2 separate regions of the Rattus norvegicus genome follow, and region 2 is linked to region 1. A link is a contact called in public Hi-C data. All regions are on one chromosome and are shown on one strand. Each heading gives the region's core, a stretch centred on a gene start, on an enhancer-like site or on the middle of the called end of the contact. The rest is flanking DNA. Distances are from core to core; before and after follow the strand shown. Region 1 overlaps Iqsec1 (IQ motif and Sec7 domain ArfGEF 1). Region 2 has its middle 130 kb from the start of Nup210.

Region 1 (5,052 bases), core at 1,263-3,762:
TATGCAAAAGTTTCTCATTGTTATAAGGTCTCATTTATTGATTTTTATTTTATCCTTGGCATTTTAGTGCTGTGTAAAAAAATAATGGCCTAACTCAAATCAGTCCTGTGATGTATCTAAGAGTTTTGGAGCTGTCTGTCTTCCATTCAGATCTTTGATTGTTCTGAGCCAAACGCAGGCAGTAGGAGGTCAGCACTCAAAGTGTCCTATTGCGTATAGACAGCCAGCTGTCCCGGGGAAGAAGCAAAGGCCAATGAGTTACCTCAGCACCTTGTCAAAGTCACACCTCACTCTACAGTGCTTAGTTTTGTTCTTCTCACAGAATTAGGAGTGGAACAGATTTTGGAAGGTGGTAGGCAAGTACACTGCCACTGAACCCTCTTTTTATTTTGAGGCAGGGACTCACTGAAGTGCTCAGGCTTATCCTTACTTACTCAGTAGCCCAGGCAGCCCCTGACCTTGAGACCTTCCTGTCCCAGGCTGCTCAGCTGAGTGGCTGGGCTCAAAGGTTTGTATTACCAGTTTGGCTGGCTTCCTTCCTTCCTTCCTTCCTTCCTTCCTTCCTTCCTTCCTTTCTTTTTTCCACATGGAAAGGTTTAATGAGAGAAGAAGAGTAGAAGAGGGAGAAGTAAAGGAGGCCGGCAATGGGCACATGGAGGGAAGGGGCAGGGGAGGGGAATGGGGAGAGAAGAGACAAAGGGGAAGAGGGCAAGAGAGCGGAAAAGAGAAGAGATCGAGAGTGGCTTTCTTTTTTTCTTTTTCTTTTCTTTTTTTCTTTCTTTCTTTCTTTTTTTTTTTTTTGACTGAGAATGGAAGAACTCTGTGTGTGCTAGGCAAGTAACATCCTACTGAGCCACACTCCTGGCCTGACCATACACTTTTAAATGCTATTTTCATCGTGTTAAAACCCTCCTCCCATTTAAAAAGGTCATCTAGATGACTCTCCAGAAGGAAAAGGTCTAGCCCATAACCCCTGCCATAGTCTTGTTACCCTTGTTCTGAACACATCCCTATCATGGTACCCTCCAGTGTGTCAAGGCTAAACACTGGAAGAGATGCTTACTCAAGTGGGGCTTCACAGACCACATTCTTACATTTGAAGATCCTATGGCAGAGAGCTGGAAGGTATAGGTTCAGGCTAGGTAAGGGAAGCATCTGATGCCATGGTATCCAGTGTGCCCCAGACTAACAGAGATGCCAAAGAGTGATAAAAAGAACCTAGTTAGGAAAGCCCCTGTCCTGCCACTGTCCTCTATGGGTGTGTGTTGGGGGGCACCATCTAGGAGCACTGTGAAGACAGAGTGTGGGTAGAGCCCAGCACAGTGCCTACCTGACATATAGTAGGTACCAAATCCTGTGTGCTGCAGGCACATGGCCATGTCTGCCACCTTGCCCTCCATTCAGGTGCTTCTTCTCCCCCTATCTCAGAAGCACCTCCTCTCCCCAGCAGAGCAGCCCCTGAGCCTGACTCCTGCTTGCAGCCCCCAGCCCTGCACCCTTGTTCTAACTTCCTTGCTGCCCTCTCTAAGGCCAGCTTTTGTGTGCAGGATGAATAGCCCCAGAGCCCTTCATCAGGTGAAGGGCTCAGCTACTCAGTGCGGCTGCTTAGTTCCTGTTATCAATAGCTATCATCTGTAGACATTCTGCTAAGCCCTTGTGCTAGAAGTACTGGACAGTAGGAGCCCAGAAAATGCGTTGGAGATGGATCGAATGGGTTTGGACACAGCCAACAAACATTAGGAAGTTTTGCTCATGTGCTGGAAGCTAACAGTACTTCACCACTGTGAAATCTCGGTCTTTATCAGTGAAGCTTTATGTGTGGTTGTATGTTTATAGGTTATTTGCCTTTTTAGACTTAAGAGTTTTTGAATTGTAGTTTCTGTTGTTGGTTTGGGGACTTCTTTGCATACGGAATGAAGCAGAAGACTACAACAGACAAACAACGTGGTGGCATGGCACAGCAGTATGTGCTCAAAGCCATTAAGTTGAGTCTGACTGTTGAGAAGCTGCTGGAGATGGGACTGGGTGAGGAACCTCTTTATCACAAGATCATAGGAAGCTGTAGAGGAGTTCTGAGCAGGAGGGGGATCAGATGGAGTCATTTTTGGAAAATTACTCTTCATCAGGAACAATCGTGAATACAAGGAGGAGCTAGAAGGGTAGACCAGGGCTGGAAAGTGCAGGCCATGACTGTCTGGTTGAAGAGTGTCTTGTTTTAACTACAGGGAGAAGGCACACAGACATGCTTGCTGATGATGTAAAGGTGAGAGGGAGGGGAGGGAGATGGAGGATGGATGGCTTCTGCTACACAGACTTCCTGTGCTGCTAGCATCTGCACTGTTGTGAGCACACTATTCTGTGTCTTGCAGTCTTCCCCATCCGTTCCCAGCTTCCTCTGTACATAAAGTGGGCAGGGCAGGGGAGGATCCACTCTGTTCTCTGGGTGAGTAGGTTTGGTTGCCCAACATGAGGCTCTGCCCCAAACAGCTCAGACCCACATGGTATGTACAGTGTGGTCATCTGTTCCATGCCACAGGACTGACCTCCAACCCAGACAGATGACAGAGCTGTTGCCAGGGTAACCCCAGACAGGAAACACGAAATAAGTATTTCCAGGCAGGATATGGACATGGGAAAAGCAGATAGGACTGGCCCTGAGGGAGCTGAGGGATCTCAGAAATCGTTTGGGTCCCTTGACCCTTAGCTCTGCTCTCCCCATCTCCTCTGGGACTATTAACACCCACTTAGCTCTTCTGCTGAGAAGGTTCTGGACTGGCAGTGTGAGGCGGGCATTTGTCTAATGCTTCTTGCTCACTTGGTAGAGGAAACTGTAGGGTTCAGAAGGGACACCCTCCATAGTGAGGTCACATAGGCAGTCACCCCAAGCCTGTGCCAGAGCAGGCCTTAGACACCATACCTCCCAACATCCTGTCTAGGATCAGAAACTGCTATTTTCTTTGTAATTTTTTACACTTATTTTATGTGTGTCAGTGTTTGCCTGCATGTATGTATGTATGTGTACTATGTGTGTGCCTCGCACTCATGGAGCTTCTGGGACTGGAGTCAGGGTGGTTGTGAGCCCCTATGTGAGTGCCGTGAATTGAACCCAGATCCTCTTCAAGAGCAACAAGTGCTCTTGACCACTGAGTTGTCTTTCCAGCCCCAGAATTTTATTATTTGCAAACAGATTTAAAAAAAAAAAAACAACCCAGCAATACATCCAGGCTAGGTGTTGTGATGCATGCCTTTAATCCCGGCACTTGGGAGGTATAGGCAGGCAGATCTCTGAGTTTGAGGACACCCATGGCTACACAGAGGGAAAGAAACAGTAATACAGGTATATAGCAAGATATACACATGCATACATATATACATAAATACACACACGTGTAAGTAGAATGTTTCAGTGGAAAGCCAGTCTCCCTCTTTCCTGTTCCCAACTCTCCCTGCCCTTCCCAGGGCATTGCTGTGCTTGTCCCTGTCCCTGTCCCTGGCTCATCCTTGTCAGAAGTAGTCTATGCAGGGATCAGCGGCTATTCTGTGCCCCAGCCCCCTTACCTCCAAAGGTACAAATACTTAACATAAGCATACAAGTCAGCTTTCTCATACCATAACAAATATCTCGTTTTGACTTAAAGTTGTAGAGGTCTCTGTCTGTGGTTGCTTGGCACCGTGACACAGCCCATCATGGCAAGATCAGGAGGCAGAAGCAGTGACTAGCCAAGGCATGAGAAAGAAGATACAAGGAGATTCAGCCACCACCCAATACTGCCACCCTAGAGGCCAAGGCTATTTCACACAGACCTTGGGGGATGGGGCAGGGATATTTAAGATCCAACAAACCCATCATGAACTGAAAATGTTTGGTGGAAAATTAATTCAATATATCTGCTGACCGACTCTCCAGCTGGTCAGCACCGGTTGTGTCCCATCCCCCACCCCCGTGGGACACCTCTTTACTGCCTCATCCTGACATCTTGGAAGATGTATCTTACTAGCTCAGGGAAAGATCAGAACTCTACTCTGGAGTGTGTTCACACTCATATCCCTGGGTACATGACACTCACCATTGTAAAGTGAGGGAAACATAAGTTGAAAGATCATGGCTTGGGGACCGTCTGTAGTTGACTTGTTGAGACATAACGACAAGCAAAGGAGAAATGTGGGCGTTGGAAACCAAACTTGGGTCCTCTGTAAGAACAGCAAGTGTTCTTAACCACTGAGCCATTTATCCAGTCCCCCTCCACCCCAAATAGGTAGATTTGTTTTTAAAAGCAGGTGAATTGAATTGTGTTTTGATTGCATTTCTTTAATGTGCATTTAATTACAAGCAGGAGTGAATATTTTTCTTGAACGGCTTTCATAGCCTTGGCTGTTTTCTAATGGGTTAGTTGTCCTATCGATTGGAAGGAGCACTTTCTGTGTTAGGGAAATTAACTTTCTTCTCATTTTTCTCATTAACTTGCCCTATGTGCGGCAGACATTGTTTCAGGGTGCCATTTGTCTTTTTTACCTTGTTTGTGGTATTCTGATTCCATTTATATAGTCTAATTTGATATAGTTCAATACGTCAACATTTGCTCTCTTGGCTTCTGGGAATGAAGCTTCTGCACCGTGCCCTTTGCACATCTTCCACGCATCAGTGCAGCTGACCCACGTGCTCAGCAGCCTTGAAGGGGGCAGGATGGGGGTGCCACCAGTTCTAGCTTACAGCTTGTATGAGGCTTGGAGAGGAGATGGGACCTGGCTGAGGTCACACAGTTGCCACAGACCTAGTTACCTATCTTCTATCGCCCGCCTTCCTACCAGCCCAGCCCTATAACTGATCTCCACACCAGCAATATTAGCTATAAGAACTACTCAAGAATCTTCCTTCTTGAAGGGCTGCTTTTAAAAATACATTTTTAAACTAGTACAGTAGGCTGGGCATGAGGGTACACACCTTTAATTCTGGAAGTTGAGAGGCAGAGGCAGGAGAATCTTTGTGAGTTTGAGGTTGATCTTCTAAGGCAGTCTCCAGGCTAGCACAGGCTACATAGTGAAACCTTGTCT
Region 2 (5,052 bases), core at 782-3,281, 240 kb before region 1:
CCCTGTTTCCCTGACTGCAACTAATTTCCTAGCCCTTTAGGAAAAGGAGTACCAATTCCTTCCTTTCCTGGCAGGAGATACCCCATATCCTTCCTCTAGTTCTGCGAGATGAGATAGTATTTAACTGTTGCGTGCTTAGGGCCCTGAGGCACTAGGGGCTGCTTTTCCAAACATAGATTGGTTGTGTCAGGGGGTTATGTAAATAAATTGACTGATGTGAAAGATGTGAAAGAGTGTGTGGTGACTAATGCCCCTTGAGAGCTTTTATTAAGTGCCTGTTGTATGCAGAACCATCAGAGATAATACTTGGTGATACAGAAAGATTCACAGAACAGAAGAGATAAATAATACCACATAAAGAAAAGAATGTGGGTAGATGAACTTGAGACTAAGGCCCAGCTCTACACATCCCAGCTGGTGACTGTGGGACAGGTCACAGCACCTTTCCTCATTCCAGCTTTCCTTAAATGCACATGAATCAGGAATCAGCCTAGCTGCCTCCCATTTTTTCCCCCTAAGGTAACACACACACACACACACACACACACACACACACACACACACACACGCGGGGATGGGGGGATGGGCACTGGTAGGTAATTCATGCAGGCTAGATTCTTCCCATGTCTGTCAGTTTCTCAATTCTTTGGATCAGCTGAGCCCAAGCAGGAGGTGGAAACTTAAAGGCTGGGTGCAAGAGATGTGCAATGGGGGATATGGAGCTGTGGTGAAGGGTTGCTGGAGCTGACAGCTGTTATTAAGCTGAGTTTCCAGAGGTGATAGAGCAGTACAGGGCCACAGTTTGAGGGAAATGGAGCTGGGGGACTGGGCTCTACTTCTCCCTACCTTTGACATGGATGACACCATTCCCAGGTCTCCCTCTTTACATATAGTGGCCCTTATAAGAGATGGTCTGACAAGCATGCTGGCTGAGCAAGATCTGACTGACCTTTTTCTAAGTAGCTGGTAGCCACTGCAGCCTGAGTTAGGAGCTCCCTGCTCACTCACTATATAGATGAGCTTCAGGGGTCCATTGCTTTCCCCGAGACAAGAGTGAGCTTGATAATTACCTCACTAGGCACAGATCCTTAGGCATGCTAGAAGCTTTCAATCCCAGGAACCTTTAAGCTCTTCCTCAGAGGGCTTTCTTACATGTCTTGACCTCTAGTACCAAGAGTCATCATTTATTCCCAGCACTGGGGGAGAAGATTAAAACAGGGAAGAAATCTGTTCATTCATGGTGCTTTTGCTATCTGGGAGTTATTTGCTTCTGTTGTTATTGATGTTGGTTTTCCCCTGACATCAGCACTCATATGCAGTGTGCAGTCAGCTACATTCTAATGATCCATTTCTAGAACCACATTCCCCTCAATAGAGCTTGGGTACCTTGTAAGTGCTCAGAGTACATTGCCTCAATGGGTAAAGCCTGGGAAGAGAAGGATTATTGGAATCATCATGTAGCAGGTATGGGTGAATATATTGAACCAAAGTTAGGAGAGCATGACAATATCCCCTAAAAGTTTGCTGTGTGCTCATACCTTATGTGTCATCACTCCTATCAGGAAAGACAGTTGCTGCTCCCATTGTACAGATGAGAAACCTAGGCTCAGAGTGATCACATGCCTTGTTTAAACTCTGCCATCTGGTCTTAAGCCAGTGTTGGCTCTCACACTGTTTGGCTCCTGATCTTGTTCACCTCCTGCCTGCCTTTCACACTGTGGAATGATCAGACCACTTCTCAGGATTCTTTCTGGCTCCAGGCCAGTGCTTGAGGGTACGCAGCATGTGTGGATCCCTTTTGCCCTTTTGAATCCTGTCACCAATGTAGTGCTTTTGGCGGTGATTGTGTAAAGGGGAAAAGGTGGAAAAAGGTGACCCCCTTTTAGCCTTTGATCTCCTGAAGTTTCTCAGCACAAGTAAACACCAGCCTCAAGTGGCTGGGGAGAGGCCCAGTGGAACAGCCTCTTCCGCCTTCTCATCTGCTCCAGCCCTCAAGGGCTGTCACATCACACATCACTCTGAGAGGACGTTTCTTTCTGAGGCTCTGAGTTGGTGACTCACTCTGGGGGAGGTTTTCAGTGGCATTCAGTGTCTGTTGACTTACCAAACAAAGTGCTTTTCCTGGGTTTGTGGTGACATTAACTATGATGGTGGTGCTTCATTTCAGGGGCATGCTCAAGGGAGGCTGGAGAAGAGGGGGAGGCAGGACAAAACTGGACTGTCCTAATTAGCAGCAGGCAGATAACACAGAAAACACTATGATGGTCTTGGCAAGGAGCCTTTGAATTGTGTTCCTCAAAGTGGTTAGGAAGTACCAAAACTGGGGTGTAGTGGTCAGAAAGCAGAGTGCTCTATGTGCATATTCCTTTCTCCTTAGGAGCAAAGACTAGGGACATTGGAGATTCTAGGAGGGCCATTTTTCTCCTCATCTGTGACTGAGAAACTGGTGGCAGGAGACCCTGTGTTTATGTTTCCACTAAATAATATTCTTGTTCTCCCAGCTGAGATAAAGCCTGTATCCAGTGTTGGGAAGATGTCCCTCTGTCAGGGAACAAGCTGCACCTCACTTTGGGATACTTGTCCTAGTTGGACAAAATGTATTAAACTGTAAGGGATCAGGGTGAGCCATTCTTATTTTTCCAGCAGATGGTAGAGTCCACAGAAAGATGAGGGAGTGTTTTTCTGAAGCTCTCTCCCAGTCGTCTGACAAGCTAAGCAAATTATTATTTTACAACCCAGAAAATAAATCAGGGAATGCTTCTTTATCTAGCTGGTGCTGAGAGAAACAGTGAGTGGTGCAGTGTGTGAATTGCAGTTGAGAGCTGCTGGTGCTTCCAACGGGAGTGTTCACACCAGACACGGGTCACACCGTGCCTGCAGAAACCTCAGACCTCAGGGCTTCGCCATGGGAGGGAGGTGTCATGCTTGGCCACAGGAGGCAGGCATTTGGGGACATCCATATGTTCTGTCATTAGGATGGATATTTGTCAGTTATTTTGTCTATGATATTGCTTTGACAGCTGATTAGATTGTTTGTGATACTTTATTTTTTCATAGAAGAGCAACACTTGGCTTAACTTGGGAATAATACTATTCTGTGCTTGTCTGGGTGTCAATAGGAATAATTACCACTGAGCCAGCAGAGAAACAAACATAGACAAACTGGGAGTTTGTCAAATACTGGAATCTAAGAAGGTGAAACTGACCTATCCGAAAGGGAATAAGAGCTACTGATGCAGTCATGAGACCATCTGAGTTCAGTGGATTTCCTGCTTGCTGACACTGACCCAAGGTAGACACAGGTCAGGCTGCAGACCAGATCTCCCCAACTGTAAGCTAAATGTGACTGAACAACATGTTTGGAATTCCTGTGTAACCGGTCTTTTCTGTGGAGCTGATAACTCAGAGTTATGCAGAATGTACTGGTCAGTAAGTATTGCATATGGAAAGGGCTCTGTTTCCATCAATAAAGCATGGCAGCTTTGATGTTGCAATGCCCCTGTTACCCTAACTGCCCTAGGCTTCCTCTGGAGGACATTTAAGGCTTTCTCTTGACTAGTCCCTGGGCACTTAGCCCTCATCTAGCAGGGGGTTGGGAGATCTAGCCCCTGCTGTAGCTGTTTTCCAGTGGCTCAAAGTTTGTAAGTCCCATGACAAATGAGAGTAACTTCTACTTTAGGGGATCAGACATAGGTACTGCCTGTGGTATCTGCCACCAAGGACTCAATAGACGGTAGCTTTGGAACAGGGTTAGCCAGGACATTGAAATTGCTTTGGAGGATTGTTTAAGTCTAGAATTTTCAAGCATGGAAAAGTAGAAAGAATCATGCAGAGCTGAACACCACTTCCCCTTCTTTCCCTCCAGGTTCTGCAATTAAAGTTTTTCAATATTTGCTTTATTGCATACCTCTGTACCCTTGAGAGTGCTTAGAAGAATATGAATGGAAGTGAACATTTATGGAGTGCCTACTGTGTCCCAGGGATGAACTCAGTGAAACAGACATGTGATTGCTTTGGCCTCTCTTCACCCTGTTCCTGAGTCACACAATAGGACTAAGTAGTGTGCAGGCCCAGAGCATCTGAAGTAACTGGTCACCTGTGGACATCAACGCAGGCTTCCTGCAGGAGGTGTCATTTGAGCTAGGGCTTGAGGAGCAAGAAGGGAGTAAGAGAAGCGCTGAGTAGCTATGATAAGTCTGTGAATGGGGACAGCTGGGCAGAAGAAGCCAGACAGGCACAGATGACTCTTGACACTTACCTTGCTCAGGACTCATATGTCAGATGGGCAGGGGCTAGGGAACAAAACTAGATTAAACCATTCCAAGTTGTGCCTTGTCTAAGTCCTGATTTAGAAATGTATGTCTTTCCTTCCAGGAGGAGGCCAGAGCTACAGAGAAATAGGAGAGAGGGGTTGTAGAGATGGCTCAGTAATTAAGAGCACTTGTTACTCTTGTAGAGAACCAGCACCTATATGGTGGTTCACTAATACATGTGACTTTGTTTGGAATCGGACAGCCTTTTTGCCCTCTGAGAGCATCAGGCATGTATGTATGCAGATACATACATACAGGCAACACACATATACACACAAAATAAACAAAACTTGAAAGGAAAAGAAAAGGAAAAAGAGAGAGAGAGAAAGTGAGAAAATCTTAGTTGGCTCCTGAACTTAGGATGTGGCAAATTACAACAAAACCATAACATTAACTAAGCCCTTTCATTTTCCTATTGGTTGATTGATTGATTGACTGATTGCAACAGGGTCTCATGAACTTGCTATGTAGTCAAGAATGACCCTGAACATCTGATTGTTTTACCTTCTTATCCTGAGTGCTAGGATTACAGATGTACAGTGTTGGGGGATAAGCTCATGGCTCTGCACAAGCTAGGCAAGCACTCTCCAAACTGAACTCTGTCCCTAGCCCCAGATCCTCTCTTATGTCTGCACTGACACTGGAATCTCTTGACAGCTATGGGCTTTATCATCCCATTTTGCAGATATGAAATCTCAAGATCTTTTTTTAGCAGTTTTCCCACCATCACCCAGTGGCA

What was found. Hi-C and Micro-C count contacts between places; a contact is called where the count stands out from the background.
Region 2: a Hi-C map of the A7r5 cell line shows a contact between it and region 1, with 2.1 times the contacts expected there. The contact joins two enhancer-like sites. A contact is called at or near these places in 2 of 12 Hi-C or Micro-C datasets (the A7r5 cell line and Schwann cells).

Annotation. Positions count from the first base shown.
Region 1 is chr4:124,801,206-124,806,257 of GRCr8, reverse strand. All of the region lies in intron 1 of Iqsec1 (IQ motif and Sec7 domain ArfGEF 1), which reads left to right. Among named protein-coding and RNA genes, the nearest start is that of Iqsec1, 24 kb to the left of the region's middle. Within about 2 kb of position 2,512, at least 7 of the 93 cell types and tissues checked have an H3K27ac peak or open chromatin away from gene starts, as enhancers often do. A contact at or near this core is called in the A7r5 cell line, where this site is marked.
Region 2 is chr4:125,038,275-125,043,326 of GRCr8, reverse strand. It overlaps a transcript of Iqsec1 not described here. Among named protein-coding and RNA genes, the nearest start is that of Nup210, 130 kb to the left of the region's middle. Within about 2 kb of position 2,031, at least 15 of the 93 cell types and tissues checked have an H3K27ac peak or open chromatin away from gene starts, as enhancers often do. A contact at or near this core is called in the A7r5 cell line, where this site is marked.